Regions from separate parts of the Mus musculus genome. Here regions 2, 3 and 4 are each linked to region 1. The links are chromatin contacts, called in public Hi-C and HiChIP or PLAC-seq maps. All regions are on one chromosome and are shown on one strand. The core of a region is the stretch at or near the end of the contact, and the rest is flanking DNA. Distances in the headings are between cores, read along the strand shown. Region 1 holds the start of Adra1a (adrenergic receptor, alpha 1a). Region 2 has its middle 68 kb from the start of Adra1a. Region 3 has its middle 69 kb from the start of Gm41184. Region 4 has its middle 51 kb from the start of Gm41184.

The links. Hi-C and Micro-C count contacts between places; a contact is called where the count stands out from the background. HiChIP or PLAC-seq counts read pairs in DNA pulled down with a chosen protein or histone mark.
Region 2: a contact with region 1 is called in a Hi-C map of cortical neurons, with 2.9 times the contacts expected there. The contact joins the enhancer-like site here to the promoter of Adra1a in region 1. A contact is called at or near these places in 2 of 39 promoter capture datasets (the HPC-7 cell line and pre-B cells), 7 of 484 Hi-C or Micro-C datasets (bone marrow-derived macrophages, cerebral cortex, cortical neurons and 2 more), 3 of 115 datasets of contacts at active chromatin or transcription factors (VIP interneurons, embryonic forebrain and neural progenitor cells) and 3 of 9 other capture datasets (adipose tissue, liver and pancreatic islet).
Region 3: a contact with region 1 is called in an H3K4me3 HiChIP or PLAC-seq map of bone marrow-derived macrophages, with 2.3 times the contacts expected there. The contact joins the enhancer-like site here to the promoter of Adra1a in region 1. A contact is called at or near these places in 5 of 484 Hi-C or Micro-C datasets (bone marrow-derived macrophages, cortical neurons, nephron progenitors and 1 more), 5 of 115 datasets of contacts at active chromatin or transcription factors (VIP interneurons, bone marrow-derived macrophages, forebrain and 2 more) and 2 of 9 other capture datasets (adipose tissue and pancreatic islet).
Region 4: a contact with region 1 is called in an H3K27ac HiChIP or PLAC-seq map of VIP interneurons, with 3 times the contacts expected there. The contact joins the enhancer-like site here to the promoter of Adra1a in region 1. A contact is called at or near these places in 2 of 39 promoter capture datasets (hippocampal neurons and liver), 2 of 484 Hi-C or Micro-C datasets (muscle stem cells and nephron progenitors), 5 of 115 datasets of contacts at active chromatin or transcription factors (VIP interneurons, embryonic forebrain, forebrain and 2 more) and 3 of 9 other capture datasets (adipose tissue, liver and pancreatic islet).

The regions. Positions count from the first base shown.
Region 1 is chr14:66,633,627-66,636,764 of GRCm38.p6, reverse strand. It overlaps Adra1a (adrenergic receptor, alpha 1a), which reads right to left and starts at 1,514. Exons shown (of 4, transcript NM_001271760.1): 1 at 1,162-1,514.
Region 2 is chr14:66,565,359-66,568,739 of GRCm38.p6, reverse strand. No RefSeq gene overlaps it. Among named protein-coding and RNA genes, the nearest start is that of Adra1a, 68 kb to the left of the region's middle. Within about 2 kb of position 1,904, at least 6 of the 459 cell types and tissues checked have an H3K27ac peak or open chromatin away from gene starts, as enhancers often do. A contact at or near this core is called in cortical neurons, where this site is marked.
Region 3 is chr14:66,540,058-66,543,082 of GRCm38.p6, reverse strand. No RefSeq gene overlaps it. Among named protein-coding and RNA genes, the nearest start is that of Gm41184, 69 kb to the right of the region's middle. Within about 2 kb of position 1,587, at least 8 of the 459 cell types and tissues checked have an H3K27ac peak or open chromatin away from gene starts, as enhancers often do. A contact at or near this core is called in bone marrow-derived macrophages, where this site is marked.
Region 4 is chr14:66,521,847-66,524,916 of GRCm38.p6, reverse strand. No RefSeq gene overlaps it. Among named protein-coding and RNA genes, the nearest start is that of Gm41184, 51 kb to the right of the region's middle. Within about 2 kb of position 1,761, at least 30 of the 459 cell types and tissues checked have an H3K27ac peak or open chromatin away from gene starts, as enhancers often do. A contact at or near this core is called in VIP interneurons and adipose tissue, where this site is marked.

The DNA of each region.
Region 1 (3,138 bases), core at 265-2,764:
TGGGAAGGTGCCTTCGAATGCTTCACCTTGCCTTGGCTGACCAAGTTCAGAATCCAAAACAAAAGCAAGCAAGAGAGAAAAAAAAAAAAAAAAAAAAAAAACTCCCCACCTCAAATAATGACAATAAAACCCCAAGCTGCAGTAGCTGGAAGCTGAATTTCGAGAGATAGGTTGGAGAAAATAAAGCCCCGAAACGCCCCCTTCCTGCATCACCACCTCAGCTCCACATGCTCGACTGCAGCTGCGGTTGTCGCACAGAGGCAAGCCGGTAGAATCTCAGGGGTGGTGTGGGGATCCTCCGTGTCTCCCTTAGAACAGGTTGCACCATAGTCACCTGGAGAGGGCGGTCTGGGAGTGCGAACCTCGGAGAGCACGGAACCGCAGGGCCGCGCGTACGCTTTCTCCCGCGGAATTTGCGCTCGTGGGAGCAGAGCGCGCGGGTCTGCCTACCAGCCAAGTCACCCTCGAGAAAGAGCTAGGTTCCCAGCAAAGCCAATTCCCAGAGCTAAACAGGGCCCGGATGGATTCAGGCAGGATCTTCAAGGGGCGACCGCTGTAGGGATTCCAGTCTCAAGCCACACCCGGGCTTTCTGGGAGACCTGGGTGGGAGCGCATTATTCCTCGGACCAGGCTTTGTGAGTAGCAGTCACTGCGGATTCCCTAAGGGACTTAAAAAAAAAAAATCAAGTCCCCATGCCAGCAGTCGGGGAAGCCTGGGATTTTCTGGGCTAGGGTTCACGATCTGCCTAAATAACCCGATTTCTACACTGCAAAAGGACCAGACCAGGAGATGTAAGACAGAGGTTTGGGGCTTCGGGACCTGCATACTTTGTCTTTTGGGGTACAGCCCTAAGACTGAGATCTCAGGAGCAGGCTGCTGTGAAAACAATCACAAGTTCAAGCCCTCACAGGTGATAACCAAACCACACCAACACTGCGGAACCCGCTTTCTCCCACTTGGGGTCTATATATGGGTTAAAATGACACTTGTTAACTAGAAGGTAACTTCCCATGGCAAATCAGGGAAACCTGGTGGTTTGGGGTGCTGGTTTCAAAGCCAGTCCCAAAGCGGAGAATCGAGGCTAAGTCCAGGGGCACACCAGCCCACCCCACAACTCGGCCCTGCGGGATGCCGGCGCTCCGCACCGCTGCGCTACTCACCTGCTGCGCGGCTGCGGAGGCCCTGGCGCCAGGAGAAGCGGACCTTCAGTCCTCGCAGAGCCCTCTGGTTCTCTGCAGGAGAACAGGGTCTCCAAAGACCAAGACCCAGTCCTTAGCACCCGCTGACTCACCCCACCACTGCTGAGCCCTCAAACTCCGGGCTCGCTTCTTGCTTCTCCTGGATATTTTAAAATAAAGACTGAAAACAGAGAAAAGAAATGACAAATACAGCGATCCAATAACTCCACGATCACCAGTTTGATATTCAGTTCCTGGACACAGAAAAGAGCGGCTCGGAACTTTGCAGCTCGGGTTGACGTAGTACAGGCAGGCTGTAGCCTAGCGAGTACCGTAATCTCCAGCTGTTACCGTATTCCTCTGCAGCAACCCGCACATTTCGTAAAATTCGGGGTTACTGTCCTTCTCCTTCTTATTTAAAAAGTGGATTTCGTCTCTCTCCCTTCCTGTTTCTCTGTCCCATTTCGATCTCTACTTCCCGTTTACCCCTTCCTCTTTTTTACCCTCATCCCTCCACGCTTGATACTGATCCCCCTCCCTCTCCTTCCCTTCTCTGGGTTTCCCCTATCAATAGGCTGATAAATACATTAAAGAACAAAACCAAATAAAAAACCAACCAACCAAAAGCAGACTCCCTTCCAAGTTCTTACTGAATAGATAATGTGCTCACGGAAATTCCCCAAAGGTTACTTTGAAAAGTTTAGTCCAACTCCCGGCCCGGTTTATTTCAGTCAAGAAGTCGCCTGGCAATGGTGGTAGTGGCATGCCTTTAATCCCAGCACTTGGGAGGCAGAGTTCAAGGCCAGTCTGGTCTACAGAGTGAGTTCCAGGATAGCCAGGACTATACAGAGATACCCTGTCTCGAAAAACCACAACCACAACCACAACCAAAACCAAAAAAAAAAAAAAAAAAAAAAAAAAGGAAGTGTGTGGCTGGTGGTGGCAAATGTGTAGGTGCTTGACATTATTTGCAGATGTTTAAAAAGTACACAAGCCCAGAGAAAGCTCCTTAGACTTGGTTGCAGTAGTTCAAGGAAAATAAAGTCTTTTAAAATATGACCCACCTTTCATTTGGTTACACGGAGTTTTAAAAACTATATGCTCTCAAGGCAATCTCTCCCTCAACCAGTGTCTATAAGTGCACTTGTTTCCAGTTCTCAAAAGAAAATATAACCTTGGAGAAGAGTTTCTTCTCTTTTGTTACTTTTTTTTTTAAACTTGTTTGAGTGGAAAACGTACACAACCAATTTTATTATTTATCTCGTCTGGACAAATTCCACGCTCTGGTTAACTTAGGACTTCGTGAAGTCAAAAGAACTTCAGAGAATTAAGAACAAACAAGAATTTTCCCATTCTGGCTCCCGTTTCCTATGTCTTTCATTGTTATTGACTCGGACAGAGGATGAGTGTTCCAAACACTTGCTAGAATCCCTTAAATCTTGCGATGCTGAGCTAACCTTGGGAGCATGGGGCTACAGCTGCATGTAGCAGGTACAGTCTTCTCTTGCATGTATATATGAAACAATAACTTAGATCACAAAAGCCCTATATTTCTGCTCCCTTTCCTGAACAAACTTGTGTTAGCATTACTCATTTTCCAAAAAAAGATGTTTAGAGAATTTTTTTAATTCGATATTTTCTTCATTTACATTTCAAATGCTATCTCCTTTTCTAGTTTCCTCTCCGAAAGTACCCTATACCCTCCCCAGCCCCACTCCCCAACCCACCCACTCCTGCTTCCTGGCCCTGACATTCCCCTGTAATGGGGCATATAATCTTTGCAAGACCAAGGGCCTCTCCTCCCATTGATGGCCTACTAGGCCATCCTCTGCTACATATGCAACTAGAGACAGGAGATCTGGGGGTACTGGTTAGTTCATATTGTTGTTCCTCTTATAGGGTTGCAGACCCCTTTAGCTCCTTGGGTACTTTCTCTAGCTCCTTCATTGGGGGCCCTGT
Region 2 (3,381 bases), core at 655-3,154, 68 kb after region 1:
GTAGAGTTTGTAGGGCAGAGACAAGGAGACGAGAAATTGACACAGAGATCTCTGGAGACTTCTAAAACACCCCACCCCCATCCACCCCTCACACTAGTGTCCAGATTTGTAGAAACAAGGGATTGGGAGAATTGGAAAAGCCCATGGTGCTCATACTGTTCTGAAGACTTGCCCATTGCCCAGGTCACAAGGGAGAACTTTGTAATAAGTAGGCAGCAGGGTGGAGCACCTACAAGGGGCTTGGCTCAATAGTGAGAACTTGGTTCTCACTAGGCAAGAGGCTGCTCCCATCATGTCTGACATAGCAACATCCGAACAGACCAATCCGTTAGCTGAGGAACTTGTCTGCATTCCAGAATAACGCTTAACAATCTTCACATGGATGAATTCAGCATATTCCAAAGTAAGAGTCACAGTGCCTGCCATCTACCCAGACATGGTGAGAGGCACAATGATGCAGGGAAATGCAACAACCTCTAAGGAGAAGGCAAATAGCAACTCAAAACCAACTTAGAATGTATACAAGGAAAATCAGCTGGAAAATCAGAACAGACATTATAATGGAATGGTATGTGGCTAAAACATTGGACGCCTAACAGTAACTTTAAGAATTGTGTCAGGATTTTCACAGCTAAAGTGTGGCCTGCTTTGGGATCCCTTTTACCTATTATATCCATTTTAAATGTATTCACTTGTGTGTGTGTGTGTGTGTGTGTGTGTAGTGTACTGGGGAGTGCACATGCTGTGGCATGTGTGTGGCAGTCGGAAGACAACTTTCCGGGCTCCTTTCTCTCCTTCAGCCTGGGCGAGACAGGGTTTCCTTTGTTTATGCCATGCTGCTACCAGGCCATCCAGTCCCAAAAGTTCTGGGCAATTCTTCAGACTCTGCCTCCCATCTCCAGTGGGGGTGCTGGCTCATCTAAACCCACAGGAATAAGGATCCCAAATGGCAAGGTGTTGAGGAGGAAGACCAGGGATGAGAAAGAAAGAAGACAGGCAGTTGGGGCAGGGAAGTCTTGCATGTTGATGAGCTGTGCCAAACATGCTTATTAAGAAATACAGCTTCCTATCTACCATTTGCAGGGGCAAATGAGCCAAGGTCAGCGGAGAGCTAAGCCAGATGATACTGGCAAAGAGAGCACAGGATACCCCAGACACAGTTGCCTTAGGAATGACTAACCACAATCCTTTAGGGGAAAAAGCTTTAGGGTTCCCAGGAACGGGGCCTTACCTTCTTCCTTCAAGGCCCCAGACCAGACCTTGCCAATTCTCATAGATTTTTTTTTCCAGAATGGCTTGTAATTACTTTCTCTAAGGACTTATGGGTAAGATTTTGCTTAACAAGGACACTGAAAGATGACACAGGTTATAAGAAGTAAGATAACTACCCTGAGGTTGCCTTGTACTCTGAGTTCCTAAGTAATAAGTCAAAGTCTAACTTAAGAATATGAACATATATGTATAATATAAATATTTGTATGTTGGCCCCGTGGTTAAGGTCCTTTGCAGCTCTTGCCGAGAACGTCATCAGTTACCAGCATCCATGTCTGGCAGTTGATAATCATATGTAATTCAGTTCTAGGGGACATGACACTCTCTTCTGGCCTCCCTAGGTACTCATGTGAATGTGAGCATTCACACACACACACACACACACACACACACACACACACACACACACACACACACAGAGAGTCACTAGTTATAGAAGAATATGTAACAAATAGTTGGATTCCAGCCAATCACCAACAGCTATACATCTGACTTAACTTTAAGGCAGATGCCCGAGTGCAGCCAATCAGATGACCTTTGCCTCGCCTCTCTGACCAGCCTGTGGAGGTTCACTGCTTCTGCTGCAGGCCTGCGCGCTCACATTTACTCTTGTTCTCAGTCTGCCTGACTCATAAGTTATTTTTTGTTCAAACAAGCACCATCCGATTTAATTTGTCGAAAACAGTTTTCTTTTAGCGAGCTGTCTTAGGCCAAGTCTTAGTCAGTTTTCCATCACTGTGACTAACGCGGGGAAACAAGTTAAAAGGAAGAAAAGGGCTTATTCCGTTATAGTCTCAAGGAGTTCAGCCTATGGGTGGTGGACTTCATTGTTCCTGGCTTGGATTGAGGCAGACACCCCAGTGTGGAATTGCATAGCAGACCCACGCTGCTCACATCAGGGTAGCCAGGAGATAAAGAGAGAGCACACCATCACCCCAATATCTGCTTCAAAGGCATACTCCCAATAAGCTATCTTTCTTCTCCCAGGCCCCACTTTATAGAGGTTCTACCATCTCCCAGCAGTGCTATATGAGCTGTGGCCAAACACATGAGCCATGGGAGACATTTAAAGCCCAAACCATCCCAGTCTGTGCTGTATTGTTGATCTTGGGTAACTTGTTTGTTTGTTTGTTTGTTTTTTGAGACTGGGCTTCTCTGTACAGCCCTGGCTATCCTGGAACTCACTTTGTAGACCAGGCTGGCCTCAAACTCAGAAATCCTCCTTCCTCTGCCTCCCAAGTGCTGGGATTAAAGGCGTGCGCCACCATGCCTGTCTGGGTAACTTATAAGGAACAGAAAAGTACTGGCTCGTGGTTCTTGGGGTTGAAGTCTAAGATGGAGGATTGACATCCAATAAAGACTTTCTGGCTACATCATCCTGTGGTGGAAGGTGGAGGGGAGGACATGAGAGGGTGAGAGGGACGAAGAATCAAACTCTCTTGTGCCTTTGCAGAAAACATTCCCACAAGGAACCCACATCCAGCATTATGGCATTCATCTGGTCAGGAGGACAGAGCCCCCAGGGCTATGCCTTTCTCGTGAGCCCCCATTTCCAACACTGTTGAACTGGGGCCTATGTTTCCAGTATGTTTTGTGGGGGACACATTCACACTACAGAACAGCTGGATATGAAGAGCTGACTCCTCTCTTTGGGGTGGGGGTGTTCTTGGAAATGCTGTTACTGTGTTGTGCATGCTATGTTGGAGAACATGCATGCCAGCCCAGTTTTCTTTTATTGCTTGTTTGTTCTTTTTGTCTAGAGGTCAGAGGGTTGCTGTTGTTGTTTTTGTTGTTGTTAAGATCAATTGCTTTTCCTGAATGTGTACCAGAATTATCATATTAACATGTGAAATAAATTTTCTGAAACACACACACACACATGAGGGGGGGAAGAGGGAGAGGGAGAGGAAGAGAGATGGGGGAGAGGGAGAGATTCTTATCTATGTTAACAGAGTTGAGTTGAGTAGATAGCCCTGAGTGGGTGTGGCACCAGTTCACAGGCAGAGCCTTGGACTGTAAGAGCAGAGAAAGCGAGGTGAGGGGACGTGCACTGTATACTTCCTGCTCTCGACTGTGACAATCAGCTTCAGGTTCCTCCCTTGAGTGTCC
Region 3 (3,025 bases), core at 338-2,837, 94 kb after region 1:
CAGTCCACAGGGAGATCATAAGCCTACCAAGGCAACGAAAAATCGAGCTGGCAGAGCTAAAAGAAGAAACACGGGAGAGAAAATTATGCAAAATAAACCATATTTTAAGGGGTAAAACCAAAGACCAAAAAGATTTTAAATTGCCTAACCCAAATCTCAATAGTGAAGGGCTCTGCTATGTCCTACGGAAAGGCAAACAGACAGACTATGGACTGTTGTGTGTCTTGGTCACACTTTCTGGATCTCCAGGAGGAGGGAGGGGGTCTTCAGGTGGGAAAGGGTAAGGGTAATTCTTACTTAGGGGAAGAAATCAAGGCTGAGTGACAGAGGGCACAGAAGGCAGGCAATCCTGTCATAGAGTCCAGGGAAAGCATTACCCTAGGAGTCACCACTGGGCTAGTCGTCCTTCAAGACATCATCTGAAGACTTTAGGAAGTTGAGCACTTATAAATCCAACCAAAATGAGGATCACAGGAAGACACTAACAGTCAGTACATGGCTCAAAAATTAAGCACTCAGAAATATAAATGTTGGGCTAAGGAAGGGTGCACATGTGAGTTTAATGCATTGCATTTAGAATTACAGCTGAACTTCTGTGGTGTAATTATGATTACCAAGCAGAGCTATAAATGTCATCCACAAAAATAATGAGTATTTTAGTAATGAGAAGGAAATAGCTCAACGAGGATGTCTTTGCTCTTGACTTCTTCCAAAGGACCACGTGCTACTGTTTCTACACTTGTTGTCTGTCATGCTTTGTGTATTACCCTTATTTCATTAGCTAGAATTTGCCTGATTGTTTGCAACTGGACCCCCCTCCCCCAGCACTACTGCTTAACTGTTAAGTCCTGTGAAACAGAGGATCCTTCTGTCTTTGGCATCACTGTTTCTACAATGTTCAGACAGATCTGGCATATAATAGGTGCTTATAAGAGCTACTGTGCTTTTTGAGGTGGCCTGTTCATATTTTTGAACTTTGAAGTCTTCTCTATAAAATATATACAGTATAAAATATATATAGTACATAAGGCTTTCTATCGAATGGGTTTGCAATAAAAATATGGACTTAAAGTTTTAATCATTGTTTCGTTTGTGTCAAAAGAAATAGTATTCACATAGGTGGCCCTGGTTAAAATCATGTCTCAAATCAAAACAAAAACACCTGGATATGGGAAGGAAGGGGAAAGAAGCTTGCATGGAAGAGAAGGGGTTAATAGATGTGAGAGGAAGACAGATGGGAGGAGCAAGAGGGATCAGAATGCATTCTGTACATGAAAGGGAATGTCACAGATCAAATTTGGTTTAGAAGAAGACATAATCCCTGGTCTCCTACCCACAGTTTATGAACTTGGCCACGTCTTCCTAATCCAACCAATATTGTATATAACCACAGTTCTTTCCTTCAATATGATTAATGGAAACTGTTAGAGTAATCTCATTTATTAGTGAAGCTGGGCATCTTTTCACACTATCTGGAGTTTTTTAGGATTTCCTTGTCTGCAAATGGACTTCTTGTGCTCTGTCTGTGGTTTTGACTGCTCCAATTTGTCACATGATGACTGCTCCAATTTGTCACATGATCGGTAGTCAGCATTGTGATGATTCATCTCCATTGTCACTTGACTGGGTATGGGGTCACCTAGGAGACACCCCGCTGGGTATGTTGATGGGGTTGTTTCCAGAAAAACTTAACTGAGGGCATGAGCCCATAGTAAAAAAATAGAAGAAGTCTGGGGAGCACCAGCATCCATCTCTCTCTGCTTCCTGACTACAGATGCAGTGTGATCAGTGGCTCATGATGGACTGTACCTTCAAGTCCTAAATTAGACTCAGTCTTTCTTTCCTTCAGTTGCTTCTTGTCAAGCATTTGACCACAGCAGAAGTAAAAGTAATTAGTTTAATGTCACATGTCTTGAAGTAGCAAAGACTAAAAATAAGTAAATGCTGTGGATGGAATAATTAGTCTTAATAATCAGCACTGGAAAGAAGATGAAGGAAAACACTTTTAATGCTAATGTAAACATGCATTAACGAGAGTTAAGAAAACGATCAAATACGGAGGAGTGTGAACTCTTGAATCCAGCTACTCTACTTAAAGGAATGTGTTTTATGAACACTTTCAGGAGTCTGTGTGACTGACTACTCATCGTGTAGATGCAATGGCAAAAAGATGAATTATATTCATTATGCTTTGAAGCTTTTATTTTAATTCTAAAGTAATCAAATATATTAATCTTTTCATGATAATTTGCTTTTTGTGCCTTAGTGTAGAAATCGTACATTTTGACTTCATAAAGAAGTAATTTGTTTTAAAGGAGGAATTATGGAGATTTAAAATGGTGCCTTTAAATAATGGGTCTTTAAGCCACTTGTAGTTTACTCTGGGGCATCAAGGGAGGTGCTATTCTAGTTACATTCTTTTCTTCGTGGAAAGGGGTGGTCCTCACCACTTCCTCCCCGGCAGGTTCTTTGAGTTTATAGCCCACTTGGAGCTACCAGCCATTGAATTTTATGCTCAGGTCAGCCTTTTAATTTTCTATTTTTCACACTGCCTTTCAATGTGACATTCTAAAAAAGAAGAATGAGTGTCCCAGAAGACGAGTGTGCAATGCATCCTGAAAGAGAAGCACTCCACAAAGATCCTGACACTGTCAATAACATGAAATGTGAAGCTTAATATTCCTTTGAATGCAAATATTCATTTGAAGATCGGGTCAGTGGATGGGAGCTGGTCCAAAAGAGTTCTTTCTCACCGGGCATGGTGGCACCCGCCTTTAATCCCAGCACTCGGGAGGCAGAGGCAAGCGGATTTCTGAATTTGAGGCCAGCCTGGTCTATAGAGTAAGCTCCAGAACAGCCAGGGCTGCACAGAGAAACCCTGTCTCGAAACAAACAAACAAACAAACAAACAAAACAAACAAAAAAGAGTTCTTGCTCTTTATAAAATGGCCACGCTTCTCAGCTCCGTGCCAAGGGGCTGTGTGCAGGAGCCCAGGGCTCCCAAGGCCTCTGAGCTTTGACAGTA
Region 4 (3,070 bases), core at 512-3,011, 110 kb after region 1:
CCGAGGGTTTTGCCTGAAGCTTTTCTCTTGGCCTGTAAGTGCTGAACATTCACCATGTGCTCAGAGCCTCTGTACATAGCTGTGGTGCTGGTGCCAGGGGTGGGAGCAAATGAGAAACTGAGCATGGTTTCCTTAAGGTCTCAGCATACACAGCCCCTAATGCTGTTATATAGGAGCTCTACCCTTCAGAACCCAGTCAACCTTAATTGCCTCCTAAAGGCAATCACATAGAAAGATAGTGCTTTGGTATTTAGGGTTCAGGAGAAACACAGTTTACTCCATAGCATGAGATGTGTCTTTTATGATGGGCTGTGGTCACTGTCACCCATTGTCAGCATTGTCTGAGCAGCATCCCTTATCATTCGTTATCACCAAGAGTTTCCTGTATTTCTTATACCAAAAATAAAAAGAGACTGAGAGTCTAGCTCTGTCAGTAGAGTGATTGCCTAGCATGTGCAAGGCCATTGGCTCAATTCCCAGGACTTGCAGACTGGACATGGTGGAAGCACATCTGTAATCCAGCCTTCAGAGAGTGGATGAAGATCTAAAGTTCAAAGTCATCCATAGCCATGCAGGGAATTTGAAACCAATATGGTATACAGGAAACCTGGCATCAAAGATAAATAGAGCAATTTTAATGGTTATTATGTTCATGTGTAGTTTGAATCTACAATGTTCCCCGAAGGCTTCTGTGTTTGGGGTTTTGTCTTCAGCCTGGCACTGCTGGAAAGATGGCAAAGTCTTGGAGAGATGGAGCCTAGTGAGAAAGGTCTTGTCATGGGGACCTGTCCTCAGAAGGAACGTGGGACCTCAGCCTCTCCTCCTTTTTGTTTCCAGGCATGCGGTGCCAAACTTTGTTCCATTTCACTTTCCCAGTAATGAAAGCAGTGAGTTCAAGTGGACTAAACCCATAAACAATGAGTGGAAATAAACCCTTCTTCTTCATTGCTTTTCTGCCATAGCTGTTAGCTACAGTGTTGGAAAAGTGACCAATAAAAAGATGTATGTATTGCTAGTTACAAGGATGTATATGTGCATGAACGCGTGTGTGCATGTGCTTACAGAGGTCAAGAGAGGGTGTCAGATTGCCTGGAATTACAGAAACCCAAAGAAGGTGTTGGGAAGTAAACTCATTCCTCTAAAAGAGAAGCCAGTGTTCAGAACTGCTGAGCCATCTCTCCAGCCCCATAACACATTATCTCCATAAAACCGAAAAGCAAAGATAGGAAATTAGGAGACACTGGGAGGGCCATGAGTTCTCAGCATAGTGGAGACTGTATGTATGTATGTATACACATACATATACATATGTGTGTGTGTGTGTTGTGTATATATATATATATATATATATATATATATATATACATATATTTATGAAAGCAGAGAATACTCTTAGGTGCTTATATGCCAACAGAGTGTGACCTTGCTGAAGAACCAAACAAGCTATGAGAATTGTTCCCAGAGTGAATTACATAACTGAGACACCCACTTGGCCCTGAGTGTAGGTCTGGGACACCCCCCCCCGCCTCCATTTTCCTTTGGCTCCTGATCTGTATGCCTCTTCTGAGGTCACATTACATTTCTTTGCATGAACATAAGGAGAATATGAATATAAGGGGAGGAGACCTGCAGACCCTACCAGCCACAGGGCATGCTTTAGGTTTTTTTCCTTGCTCCTAGGAGTGTCTTCAGGGCTGAGGAACTACCACCCCCTCAGGAAATAGATTGCTTCACTCTCTTTGCTTGCACATTGCAGACACCACTTGATCTGTTTTCCAGTCGCATAAATGCACCGCAGTGGGAAGGATGGAGGCCAAGTCCCTGTGCTGCTGAGAGCTGAACCCAGCCAGCTCAACTGGCCATTCTGTCCAGCTCTTCAGCTCAGAAGGGAGCCAGGATGTTTGTGTGTGCCCATTTGCCTTCCTAAGCTCTAGCTTGCTGCTTGCTGCTTACTGCTTGCTGGAGTAACAGGCTATGAATTCACAATGGAATCAAACGGCTCCGAGGGCTCCTGTCTTGAACAGCAGCGGCAGGTTCTGTAAAGCCACTAGAAACACAGAGGAAGAGGTCTTATGTAGCAATCAGCTTCCTATGGAACTTCCAGATCCTTTTGTGCCCAATACAGTTGGAAATTTCCAGTGATTGTCACCCTTGTTTCCAGGAGAATCAAAAAGGTTGCAGACTGTGCGATGCAGTTAATGACAGTTTAAAGAACACTGGCAAGCCTGCTGCCCATTTTCTAGGTCTTGGATTTCTTTTTTATTCTTGACACGCAACACATAACAAATAACCTGTCTTGGTTTGAACTGATTAATAGTGACTATGGAATTCTAGTGGTCCCTAGGCCAGTCTTTGTTCCAAGGGAGACATTTTCCTTTGCTGGTGTCATTTAGCTTTGATAACTGTCTCCAGACCACACCCCTTATATGAAAGAACATTTGGCACAATTCTAACAAAGAAAAGCAGCATCCAGGGACAGCTGGTGGCATCCTGACTGCAGATTCCCTGCTCTTTGTGACAGTGTTTGCAAAGCCTGTGGGATGTATGAGCATCACCTCAATTTGAAGCAATTGTTGGGCACTTACAGTGTAGTCGGTAGGCTACTCGAGCTCATTTTACAATCCAATGAAAATAGAAGCTGTGGGAGCTAAGAGTATGCCATAATCTCTGCACAGGGCAAGAGGCGTTCACCCCAGTGTGTCCTCTCTCTATCTATTACCTTTAATGGCCACAGAGGAGACAACGGCTAACCGCCACCCCAAACCTATGCTCTGGTGTTTCATCCCTTTGAATACTACATTAGACAGCTGAATTGTGTCAAATAGCACCTTACGTTGACACAGTTGGCTGTCACAGTCACTGGGGCAAAGGTCAGCCCCTGTGAAGCAATCTTAACAGGTCAAGCAAGGAAAACCCTTTAACCCAGACCTTTGGCCCATTTGTTGAGAACAGAACTGTTGTATCTATACATGTGTACATTCTGCCTTCACACATTTACTCTTTGCTTTTTGTTGGCAGATGGGAATCATGCAGCACACGAGGTTTTACAATGACATTTCCATATCTGTGC